Regions from separate parts of the Drosophila melanogaster genome. Here region 2 is linked to region 1. The links are chromatin contacts, called in public Hi-C maps. All regions are on one chromosome and are shown on one strand. Each heading gives the region's core, a stretch centred on a gene start, on an enhancer-like site or on the middle of the called end of the contact. The rest is flanking DNA. Distances are from core to core; before and after follow the strand shown. Region 1 holds the start of lncRNA:CR45914 (long non-coding RNA:CR45914). Region 2 holds the start of CG14369.

Evidence for each region. A called contact is a pair of places that touch in the nucleus more often than the background predicts.
Region 2: a Hi-C map of the Kc167 cell line shows a contact between it and region 1, with 2.6 times the contacts expected there. The contact joins the promoter of CG14369 here to the promoter of lncRNA:CR45914 in region 1. A contact is called at or near these places in 17 of 107 Hi-C or Micro-C datasets (the Clone 8 cell line, the D17-c3 cell line, the Kc167 cell line and 7 more) and 1 of 6 datasets of contacts at active chromatin or transcription factors (the S2 cell line).

What each region holds. Positions count from the first base shown.
Region 1 is chr3R:13,464,388-13,470,308 of dm6, forward strand. lncRNA:CR45914 (long non-coding RNA:CR45914) reads left to right here and starts at 2,108. Exons shown (of 1, transcript NR_133392.1): 1 at 2,108-2,335. It also overlaps asRNA:CR17025 and asRNA:CR46354.
Region 2 is chr3R:13,589,475-13,596,130 of dm6, forward strand. It overlaps CG14369, which reads right to left and starts at 3,183. Exons shown (of 1, transcript NM_142038.2): 1 at 2,158-3,183. The coding sequence starts at 3,140. The coding sequence ends at 2,802.

The sequences.
Region 1 (5,921 bases), core at 858-3,357:
TGGCCCCATGTTCTGCAATGATAAATCAATTAGTGCGAAAGTACTTTCTCTGGATCACTGTCACAAGTGACAGCTCAAAGATGCCTCCATCCGCTCGGTAAGGTTATTGTGTTCTGAACTATGCACTTAATCGTTTAGTTTCTGAGTTATTAATATCTGTACGAGATACTTAACCTTCTGTGGCAGCTGTCTCATCAAAATGTTTTCCTCCCCCAAAAAAATATAAATATTTCTCTACAATTCCTGTTCAATTTCCCGACCCTCCCTCCTCGCAGTCCGTCTGCATGTAGATGTGTATCATTGCAAGTCGTGTACGGCTAGTAACCTCTTGCACATAATACATAAGTTTATTAAATTTAAATTGGCTTAATTGACCCTCATTCGTTTTCCGTTGCCCGATGCCCAATGCCCGATGCCCGTATTCGCCGGCAGCGTTCAAAATTGCTCCATGACAGACGACAACGATGTGGCTGGTATGGCTGTGTGACTGAGTGTTTGTGTTTTTATTTCGCTGCTGCCTTCATTGCTGGAGCATTCAAAGTCAATTGAATTTAAACGAATAAAACGAATGAAACTACATACAATGCGATGCCTGCCACAGAGTCTTATTGTTGCCGCATTGCCCGATTATGATTGCCACTGCTGCCGGGGCAAAAGCGTCAAGTACTTGTCAGAAAAGCAGAGGAGCCAGAATACGACAATACAACAATTTGTCAGCCCAAGATGCACAGCAAATGGTTGGATGGGCTGAATGCATTCATCAGCTAAATTAGAATATACATAGATTAATCAGAGCACAATAACACTTAGTTATTTGAGTCCGATTTAGCAACAGCTAAGGCAACGGCCGTCGTGGAAAATCTGTTGCATTTCCTGATTGGCATTAACTACGGCTTTTGTCATCGCAGAACATTTTGATTTGGTCTATTAGATTTTCCCATTTCACGATTTGTGCAGAGATTTGAGTGAAACTTGATTTGATATGATTGAAGCTTAATGGCGTGAAATATAATCACTTAAGATGCTATTTACGAGAAAAAACATTACTAATTAAATGGAATTTTTTCAAATCACCTAGATTAGTCAATGAGATAGTTTATAGCTTAAGTTGCATTTTAATTGCAGCTTTATTTTTATAGAATTTCTAAGAAAAAACTTATTTAACTCTCTTTTTACACACCATCGATTCTAATATTTCTCCCTCCTATTTTTTCTTCAAAGAGTTGTTTTTGGCTTCCTTAACCTTAAAATGTACTGAATTGTTTTCATGCTGAAATAAAGTGAATTATGTAGAGCATATTCGTTTATCGCATACATACTTTAGCTTTCTGGTGATTCCAAGCAAGGGAGTGGGTGTGAGATAGAGATCCCCACTCGCCGGAAAGTCTCATCGCTGATGTTGTTGCTGTGGATGTTGCTGTGGTGGCCGCTCGGCGACGAGAACTTTGATTGCGATTATCGCGCCTTGGGTAGGGTCTTAACCCCGAACGGAGAATTGACCAGTAGTCGTCGATCTCAAAACATATATATTTTCGTGCATACTAATATGGAATTTTAATTGATGAGCAACTCGAACCGACTCGAGCTAGATTGTGCGAAGTACCGATTTCGACTATGCCTCAGTTGATGTTGCATAGATATACATAGATTTCACTGGGCTTTCGGGAGTCCAAGATCTGAGGTCCGAGTTCGAGAACGCGGAGAACATTGCCGCTCGAGGGCGATTCCACAACTGATTTGTGCAGTGATCGCGCGGACAGTCGTTGGATTTTTGAAAATAACCATCAATTCATTACTCTCCCTGTGTGTGTCTTCCGATGCGAGTGTGTGTGTGTGTGCGGGCCTGTGTGTGTGTAAGAGATCGCCCTCATATGCGTAACGGAGCACAGTGTCCGTGTATTGGTGCGCGTCAATTCCGCAACAAGAAGAGCGATTTCCCCGCCCACTTTCCATTTGGCACTTTCCACCCCGAACTGCAGTTGATTACTGACTAAGCCGGCCATCTCAACTATCCCGCATATAGTCGAATTGAAACTGAACTGAAATTGAAATTGAAATAGAAGCATTCGCCTCGAAATAGCCGCCTCCCATTCATGTGAGATTATTTAATCGCACTCGCTCTCTGGCTCGTTACAGTTCTGCTTGTTTTCCATCTCGGATCTTAAATCACCATCGCCGACGGCTTTTCACACAAACAGATTGTCCAGCCGCATAATAGATTAGGCTGGTCCTCCGTCACCCGCCTCCACCTCCGCCCCCAACTCCCCCCTGACCAACACACTCCCCCAATTTCCCATTTTCCATTCGCTGGCCAAGTTGCTAATACGCTTGGCGGGATTATAACCATATGCCGGGGAGATTCAATTTTTGTCCACTTCTGGATTCGGGCATTATGCACTTCTGCCGCTTAAGACGATGATGTGCGATGATGTGGGTGCTCGGGAGGTGGCAAATAAAATGCCGGGATTCCCATATTCTCACACTCAACTTCTAGTACGGACCATTTAATGGTCCATTTAATCTCAATATAAATAATTTATTTGAAAGACGGTTTGCACATAGTTAAACATAAATATAAATATGTGCACGAATATAACTGTTTTAGATATATTATTTCATTGTATATTGTGCGAAAAGCTTGATGAAGAAGTGGTTTTAAAAAATATTTTATAATTTTAAATAAATCTTGCTTGTTATTTTACTTTTAATAAGATAAGTCTTTACCAAAGTTGTTCGACCTTCTGAGGCAAGTGTAATAAATTCCAATTATTGCATCACTTATTGAGCTTCTCATTGGCTTGATATCTTAATTGCAATTGCGCTTATCACCCCTCCGTTCAGAAGATTTGAAATTTATTTGTTGAGGTTTAATAGTATGCTATTATATTTATATTATATTATGAAACATTTATTTCCATATATGATGTAAGGACAGGATATTTAAATTTATTTGACATTATTTGATAAGGGGAAACCAACTGACATTCGGATAAATGACCCGCACTGTGGAGCTGTCCTAAAAATTAAGACTTGGATGAAGGAACTAAGCTTGCGATTGCTGGAAGTATTTACAAGTTCTCACGAACACTCCACTGATTCGTTGATGTGTGCTCACTTAGTTGAGTGAAGAATTTCAATTAATTCAATTGGAGCGGATCGCCAAGTAGGTAGTGGGCACTGTCAACGGCGGACCGTCGTCCATTTCCATATCTAGTGTGAATCCAAGATTCTTTTCGTATCTGGAATAGTCGTATCCACATACATACGTATGTATGCTTGTACAGCTTCCTTATTACGGGGCATACATCATCAAATAGGCCACGGTATATATATACATATATGCACATACATATGGATAGACATGGAGCACGTTATTCCAAGTAAGCGATTGTAAAACTGGAGAGCAGGACAAGTCAACTTAAATAGCTCTTACGGCCGGCGCGGGGATCTGGGAAATGGGTGTACTAAAAGTCCCCGCCCACTTTTTCCGGCCACAAAACCAATAAAAAGGGACGAGGGCGTTACTGTAACCCTTTCCATCCCGTCCCGGCCATAACTGCAGCCGGAAAATGGGCCAAATGGTAACCCACTCAATAGGTACATCGATTTTCGCACACTTTGTTGGCTTTGGGGAGAGTGGAGCCATGAAAAGATTAAGGTGAAATCCACAAATTTGGCGCAAATGAATTTTCTTTTTATGTTTTTTACACATCTTAAATTTTTTATTATTATGCCATCCTTTGTTGTACGTTTTTCGATCCTCATTCTATTACACTTGGCATCGGTTTCGCATCGCCAGGTCTAGGACTCCCCCCTCCATCTCCTCTGGATTTTTCCCAGCTTTTCCCTTTTTTTATCCAACCAGCGAATTGGAGAAATTTGCGTGCGTGTTTTGAATGAGAATTTGTTGCATATTTGCCTGCCTGCCTGTTGGCTTTTTTGGGGGTTTTTGTATTTTTCGTATCCTGGGCAAATGGAAAAAAATAGACGTGGTAAGTCGAAAGTGGAAAAAGTAGGAGTAAAGGAGCCGGCGCCATCTGTAGATATCCCCTTCAATCCCCCCTCTTGCGACTGTGTCTGCTGTTGTACAATATATAAACATTTACACACAGGCACATACGCATATACGCATATCGTAAAAAAGTAGCAAATTCCCCTGTTGCGTATGAATTTTTGGCTTCTTCACTGAAGTAGAAAGCATTTTCGCTCTGGGTAAATGTGATTTATATTGATTGTAATCGGGGGAGCGTCGAAGGAGGCGGGCTCCTTGCGAAGGCAGGCTGGCAGGAGCGCTTCTATCCTAACTACAATATCAGTGAGCATCCGACAAACAGCGATTCAGTTTGCAGAAATGAGAAAAAAATATATATCCTCTCAATTTGTACACACAATCTATTCTACAGTTGTAGTTATGGCCTGCCACCAGGAGGAGATGCTCTTCCTGGGTTCGCATCGATACACTTGACGCAAGTAGGTTAAAACTTAGAATTTATCTTGCCGCAAGAAGAAGTTACATGTAGAAAAATGCTATTTAAACATTATTATTATTATTATTTATTTATCTTTAAAAAAGCTAGAGAACAAAGCTGTGGTTAATCCGCTTGAATATTAGAGTACCATTTATTTGGCTAATACATTTAACAATTTTACCAGTGTGCATATCTAGGGATGCTGATTCCGATTCCCGTTCTGATGCGGATGCAGATGCAGATGCAGATAGAGATGCAGGCGCATTCTGCTCGCAGTCCACCGTCAGCCGTCAACCGCCAGCAGCCTTGGCTGCAGTGCCACTTACATTTGACATCAAGACAACGGCAGCAGCGTGTGCGGGTTCGAAAACACCCCTGACCTCTGACCCCTGAACCACCATCCCGAGCGGCGTTGCGAATGCGAAACCCCCACCCCTACCCTACCCATTAGCATTAGCACGTTTTGTGTGCACATTAGAGATGCCCTCATGTGGCCATAGGTGTACCAAAGTGCACTGTAAAAAATATGAATACTCGTCATTGCAAATGAAATTCTCTTTTGGAAAACAAATATTCACAGAGTGGAGAGAGTAAAAACTAGGAAATAAATAAAGTAGAACTCGGAGCTATCAATATTTACACTTGCTTTCTAATTTATAGGATCGTATTTTTTAATCCCACCCGTTTCTTTCAGTGTGCTACGGATACGTCCATGTCTGAGTGGCGGTTAGCTGGAGGGCTGCCACGAATTTTGACTTTCTGTGACGTATCGCTGGCTCTTCTGAATGCCGTGCCCTGCCCCCATCCGCCATGTGGAACCCCCCGCTGGTTGGTCGTGTCAAGGACTTGAAGTCCTTTTTAATTTTAATTAGGTTGTAACACGTTGCTACGTGCTATAATTCGAATAAAGACGGTAAGGGGAGAAAGGGAAAACGGATCGGATGGATTGACAAACCGTCTGCCTAATTGTCTGCAACCGGGACAGATGAAGAAGCCCCAAGGACAGTGCCCGCCCCCACGGCAACCGCCCAACGCCCACAAGAACACCCATAAACCCATACACCCATGAACAGTCACCCAAAAATAACAGCTCACACACGCCTACACACATAAATCAATCCTCGAGAACGACGACTTACCACCAGAACGTATATTCGCATTCGGAGCAATTTGTCAATTTTTCGGTGCTCGGACCGTTTTTTTTTTTTTTTTTTTTGCTTTTGTGGATGTCTCGTGATTAACATAAACCGCAATTTTCATTGCCGACAAGGCGGGACGACAACGGGCTGGAAAGTTTCTTAATAATGTGGCCTGGAGTCCGTAGTCCGGACAATCCGGACAACCCCTGCACACGCACATCTCATATATATCTCCATATCCACATCCACCTGTCCGATGTGAGCCCAAAATGTGTCCATATATCCATACACATCCACTTCCCCCCTCGAGGCT
Region 2 (6,656 bases), core at 1,933-4,432, 130 kb after region 1:
TGTGTGTGCGCTGTAGCGCGTTAACTTAAAGGACTTTTGATAATGTATTATTTATGTCTTACCTCATTGTTGTAGTATTAGATATGCACAATAAACCCACTGACTCCTTTGGCAAAAGAATGCCACAATAATTTGCCGGCATCGCCACTTGGCCGAGAACAAAGGCCAAAGGATTTAAATCAAAAGTGCTCCATTCGAGCCCTTGATCTGTGCAAACCGCCCTCGCTTTTCACAGATTTCAAGTGCGAAAGCGAACGCCGCACAAGTTTTCATAATCATGAATATTGTTTATCGCCCTGTGAGCAGCTCCAGAGTTCCCAGCCTTTGCAAGTGCATTTGAGCATAATGAGATAGACTCCTCCGTACGCCGAGCTCCGTACTCCGTTTTCCCGACCCCGTGTTCCATGTTCCGGATTTCAGACTACGGCGGAGTTGATTCGCAGTTGAGTTGCAGTTTAAGCCTCTCGCCAAGTGCTAAGTAAAAAATAACCGGGCCATAACAAAAGACTACAAAGAAAAAGTGGTCTTTAGACACTTGACATAGCGCATTGAATAAAGTGGGTATGGTATACATAGAAGCCCTTTTTGCACTAACAAAAAAAAACCCCCTTTAATTGGCTGGCCATGGTATTTGCATGAAATGTTGTTTGAAGAGTTTACAGCGTATTTACACATAGAATTACATAAATGCTGAGCGTATTAACTTTAATTGAAAAGTATTTTTAATTAATAAATTTCAACACATTGGCGCCAGGACACACACACACTAACATAATTGCAAGTGCCCACTCTGCGCGTTAAAAGGCAATCATCACAACAATAACAATATAATGTCAGCACAAACAACTGCATCCGACATATTTGTATGTAAAGTATATATATGTTTGTATATATATATATATTTATGTATATATAAACTGTATAGTACATCGTATTGATATGTCAGACAATAACAATGGCAAACGGAACAGCGACCGGCGGAAAAAAGGTTAATTGACCAACAAATAACTTAATTAAATCAAATGAAAATTAAACAATTCAATTTTTAATGAGGTTCGCTGGTTTTGACCTCGTTTCAATTATGAAAATGCAAGCACAATGGGCACAAGTGCCCGGAGTAGGCAGCTCCCGGATGACTGATTGGCCGGCTGGAGGTCGTTCCCGCCCATCCGGAAAAGCGGAAAGCTGGAAAAGTGGCCGTGGCACATCTGACAGCTCTATTAAAATTTCGAATACCCTCAATTTGGACCGCCTTTTCACAACCACTTGCCCATTCTTGTGCGTGAAAAAGGTGGTCAGACGAAACTATTAATTACAGGTGGTTAACAAAAAAAAAGGGGGTAAGCATGGGATTTTGGGAATGGGAGCCAAGTGCCCGAAACATGTGTCTATCTATCTACTAATTACTAGGATATTTAAGCATAAAGTCCCTTCAAATACTAATTAACTAAAACAAAGTTTCCCTATCGTATAGAACTAAAAGTAATTTTAAAACTCTTGAAATATTAAGCAGAACTCTAAATTGAAATCATGGTTTAATGTATGTTGAAGATTTTAAATATCCGTCCATGTATGACCAAAAAAATAAATCAATTTAGTTTTATATAATTATATATGGATACAATTATTTCAATTCGCCCACTAATTAATACTTCTATCATTTTTAACATTTAGCAGGCAATATAAAAATGCATTTCCATTGAGTTTGTGAGACTGTTAAGGCAAAAATCACCATTGCTGTTACAGCAGTCCTGTTGAATCGATAATTAATTTTTAATGATTTACAACGTGACAACTGCTTGTATAACGATAATTCAATATTATAGCAGATCAACTATCAAAACTGAAACATTTTCCGCTGCGCTCTCTTCAACAATTCACAAACCGAATGCGTTCATCTGATCCCATTGGGAGTGAAGTTCATAAAAAGGGCATAAATTATGTAAATTGATTAAAAAATTGAGCATACCTCGGCAATAAAATGATTATAAATCTGAATGAATAAACAATAGCCACTTGCGAAACTGCAACAACTGCAGGACAGCACTTATAATAGAGTAACAATTTACAACTGCCGGTGGAGTGGCAATTGAAACTAAGACCGTTGAGGAATGTATTTTATTTGATTTGGCTGGTTCCCTTCTTTGGTTGGTTGTTATTGTTGTGCGTTTAATGAATTTTATTGATTGCAAATACAAAATAAGAACAGCATCACGTAAATGGAAACCATTTACAGCTTAAAAATATTTAATTACCAACCGCCCATTGCCCACCGCGCCGATTGGGCAGCGGATTTTCGATGGGTTGTTGTGGGGTTCGAAATGTTTCAGGTCTTGCCACCAAATTGCAATTAATCTTCTTTTAACAGCAAACTTTTGATCCGCTTTATTTGCATTTCGCTGCGGCCCCACAACAACAACAGCAGCAACAAATAAGGTGGTCCCACGGAGGGAAAATAACGAAAATGCTTGTCATAAAAAATTATCAAGGGTTAAAAATTATGTTACGCGTTTCATTTTGGTCGCTGCGAAATGATTTATGCAAAATCTGTGCAAAATGAATATAAATTGTGCAATTTCATGTTCTTCATTTTTTTTTTATACGCGCCCCACCTCTTCAACTTAGCTCAACTTTTTCCCTGTGTCCGGCAAATTAATTTAAAAGCACCAACAATAAGTAAAATAACAAACTGCGAAAGGGTCGACGCCGCTCCTTCCTGGCCATTATTTATAATCTCACATTGAAAAGGGGTTCTCTAATCGATTTTTCGCTCTGTCTTTTCGTTCTCTCACAAATCTGCATTAACCGATGATAATTTTCTGATAGCCCAGGTAGCCGGGATAGTAGCCACTGCCATAACCATAATAGCCAGGCGATGGTGAGCCATAGTAGTTGTACGGATAGCCAGGATATGCCCAAGAATAGCCACTGGCCCAGTTGAGGAACGGCAATCCGCCGATGCTGCCGCTGAAGAAGATGCCACGCCTTCGACGAACCGGAAGCAGATTTCGCTGCGAATCCGCAGCGCCGCCAATTTCCTGCTCCAATGACAGCAAATCCGTTTTTACATAGCCAACTGGTGCCACATCCTTGTCAACAGCCGACGCGCCACTCAAGTGCGTGCCCAGCAGCAAAATCATCGCCAGAGGCAGCAACAGCAATCGCAATTGCAATGGCAATGGCATATTTAATTATTTAATTTAACGATGAAAATATGATATTTATATTTAATTCAATCGACAAACCGCGTCAATGATTTCCACACAACTGCCAGTCAAAGAGCCGCCGCTGTTTCCTATTTATATGTAGAGTGAGTACTTCGATTGAATTTAATGCCAACACCATTGGCGTTTGTTTTTAAATTTAAAGCTCGCTAATTGAAGCCAATGCTAATGCCTTCATTCAGAACGCCCGCAAAAAATTGGTGGCCAATAAAAAGCAGTACAAGAGCTGAAGACAAAAAAAAGGTTCTAACAAATGTGACGTATTAGTCGAGCCAATCAATGTGGTATAGAATCATAGGAACTCAAAACAGCAGATGCAATGAAGATTGGATACCCTAATGTTATTTATTTTAATATAAATAAAGATACTGCTAATAGATTTATTAACATTAAATTATGCAGAACTTTTTTTCTATAGCTATGTTTTCCCAACTTTAAATGAAAAACCAAGCACATTATTTTCAATGCGATAGGTGTTCGTTTTTAAGTATCTTAATTGGAGGCAATTAAAATTTGTTTATAAAAAATTCAGGAGCAGTCAAAACACGATTGCAAAAAGTCATATGAAATAAAGCCGGGAAAATTGTATAACTCAATCAATACGAACACGATACTTTCATGTTGCTGTTTTATGTGAAAGGTGCAATTTTAAAACGAATTTTTAGGATTATGTAACCTATTTAACCTACTCGAACCGAGAAAAATCATTTAATGTGGCTTTGTGGCTTGACCAGGGACTCACAACACCCTCTCGAAGCTTATACCTAAATCGCTTTATGAACCAAATTATGAAGGCTTGACAGCATTTGTCTGATGCTCGTCGCAAATACCCTCACTACTGCCATTCCGACCGAACACCACCCAATACCACTCATTTGCCGCCCGACAAAAGTGCCAGACCTTGTGTCCCTTTTCACACATTACGCATACGCCACGTTGTTGCGTTCTTTCATTGCGTTGCGTTCGCTTTGCTAGCTCGTTGGCTGCCAATTGACACATTTCATGTTCAGATATGCGTAAATAACAATTATTGTAATTTTTCAAAGCGCTCGTTGCGAGACAAAGCGCAGACTTGTGACAATTCAGCGATAATACATAAAAGCGTAACCTTAACCGACAGCGTGTAAACCTTGAACTTGAGTGACATGGGCAAAAAGGGCGCCAAATATTTTTTTTTTTTCTTTCTTTTTTTTCTCTTACCCTCTTTTGTGTACAATGTTCCTGGCTGCCGTTGTACTCCTCACCCCTATACTACAATATATAAATATGTGCCGATTTGCCCATGTCGGCGTGAACATACAACCACATATGTGTTTGCCAATGTGTCAACATTTTAGATTGCCTTGCATGATTTGCAAGAAAAATGAAGACAATAGTTGAGTTTTACACTCTCCACTCAACAAATTCAGCAGAAACAACAGCAACACGAGGGCCAAGTACCGCTGTCAGCATGTCACGCGATTTGTTGCCTCCGAACGAGTATGAAATGAATATATTTGTTATAAAAGAAAGTCATGGCCCGCTGTTTGTGGGTGTCACCGGGTACTTTTTATCCCCGATTAACAAGTGCAATGCGCACAGAGTAGACACTAGAACGATGGTAAAAGGGTTAAGCGAATGAGTGGTACCTAGTAACTACTAAGCTGTTTTTAAACTAGATATTCCAGATTTAAAGATACTCTTCATAGTTCGCTATGATAAATGGGTATTTGCTATTTTAAACATTTAAATTATATTAATATGATTAATATTTTAATATTAAATAACAATATTTATAAAATAAAAATATATAACATTTTGCCAGTCTTATACATACATGTGCAAACCATCTGAAATGTACCTTGCACTTTGCTGTAACTAATTTCTAAAGTGGAATACTTATCATTTCGATATTCTAGCCAATATCCCCCATTTTAAGAACTAACCTAAAAAACCCCCTGCAATGAGAAATCAGAATTGGGTTAGTTCCGTCTCCGTCGTATTTTAATTCTATTTGCACATTCGGGTGAAACTTGCAAATACAAAGGCGAACTATAAACAATGGCAGCGAAACGAGAACAAGAAATTGCGTTGCCCAGATAACTTCAACAACTTTTCGCGATTTCCGCGACTTGCGACTTTTGTATTGTGTGCATTTGTCTGCGTGCTATCTATGTTCGATGAGTTTTCCACTCTCTCTCTCTCTCTCTCTCTCTTTCTGTCTCTCCTGCTATCACTATCTACTTCTGTGGCTGAGTGCGTGTGTATGGGTGTGTCAACAAATGACTCGAATGAAATTTATAAGCAAAGTTAGCTGAACGCAGTGGCAAAAGTTGATAAGGGTTCGCTCGGTGGCAAGTGAAGTTTTTCCCCCAAAAAGCCAGAGAGCCAGAGAGCTCATCCATCCGCAGATACCAAGTAATGGTAACTGGGGCGGGGATGAGGAGGCATAGTTGCGGTACCCATTTTCCGCCCAGTGTTCAACAGGAGGCCAATAACAAGGCCAATGTATTAATTTACGCAAGTCAAATTCAAACTTTCAGTCGAGTTAATTAAATGCCCAGCCAGTGCAGGAGAGCTTAACTCAAATAGAAACTAATGATAAAAGGCATTGGTCAAGAAGCGAGATTCTTGGAAGACCATGCGGATTCCAAGAGATTCCGGCGACTGCCGGCCAATCGAGCAGGCCAGGCCAGGAAACGGTCAAGCAAAGCATCATGTGAATAATAAGCTAGAATCCTTGAATACGCTCTCAAAAGGAAAACCCCATCCCAATGACGTGCCATGCCTCAAGTTGCCCGGAAGAAGTGCAAATGTGAGCCAGTTAAACCCTCAAGCAATGAACCCATTGTGTTCATTGAATTCTGCGAAATTGTGGGCTCTATCTGTGTGTGTACAATTGAAAGGATTAAAGCTTAGGTATTTCTGAGCAGAAGGAGTTCACAGCAGCGTGAAATCCCTTCCCCCACCAACATAAAGAATAATTTAAAAGACTTGGAAAATTAACACAACTCGATGTTCAACATTTTCACGCACGTTTATCTAAGCCCAGGTATTAAATTACCTTTTTTTAATTAAAATTATACAAGTACTTTAATTAAACAGGCCTTATGCAAACACGATAAGATATTTTCCGGTATTTAAAGATTATGAAAAGTGCATCCACCATTTTTCGTTCGCCGCATAACGATATATAAATCATCTCAATTAAAACAGTTGAACTGCAATTAATCCTTAACCAAATGCATTCCTTTTCATTTTTCACACTTTTCCGGATCGACGATAAGTCGTCGCCTGACATCCAGCGCGAGAAGGAGTGAGATTTTAAAAGGAAAAACCACCGCGGAATGCAACACAATACAGATTTAATTAATAATTATAATCATATTTGCAGTCGCCGCCTTGCAACCAATACTTTTGTGGACACATGCGCACAAAATTCAATTAACTCTT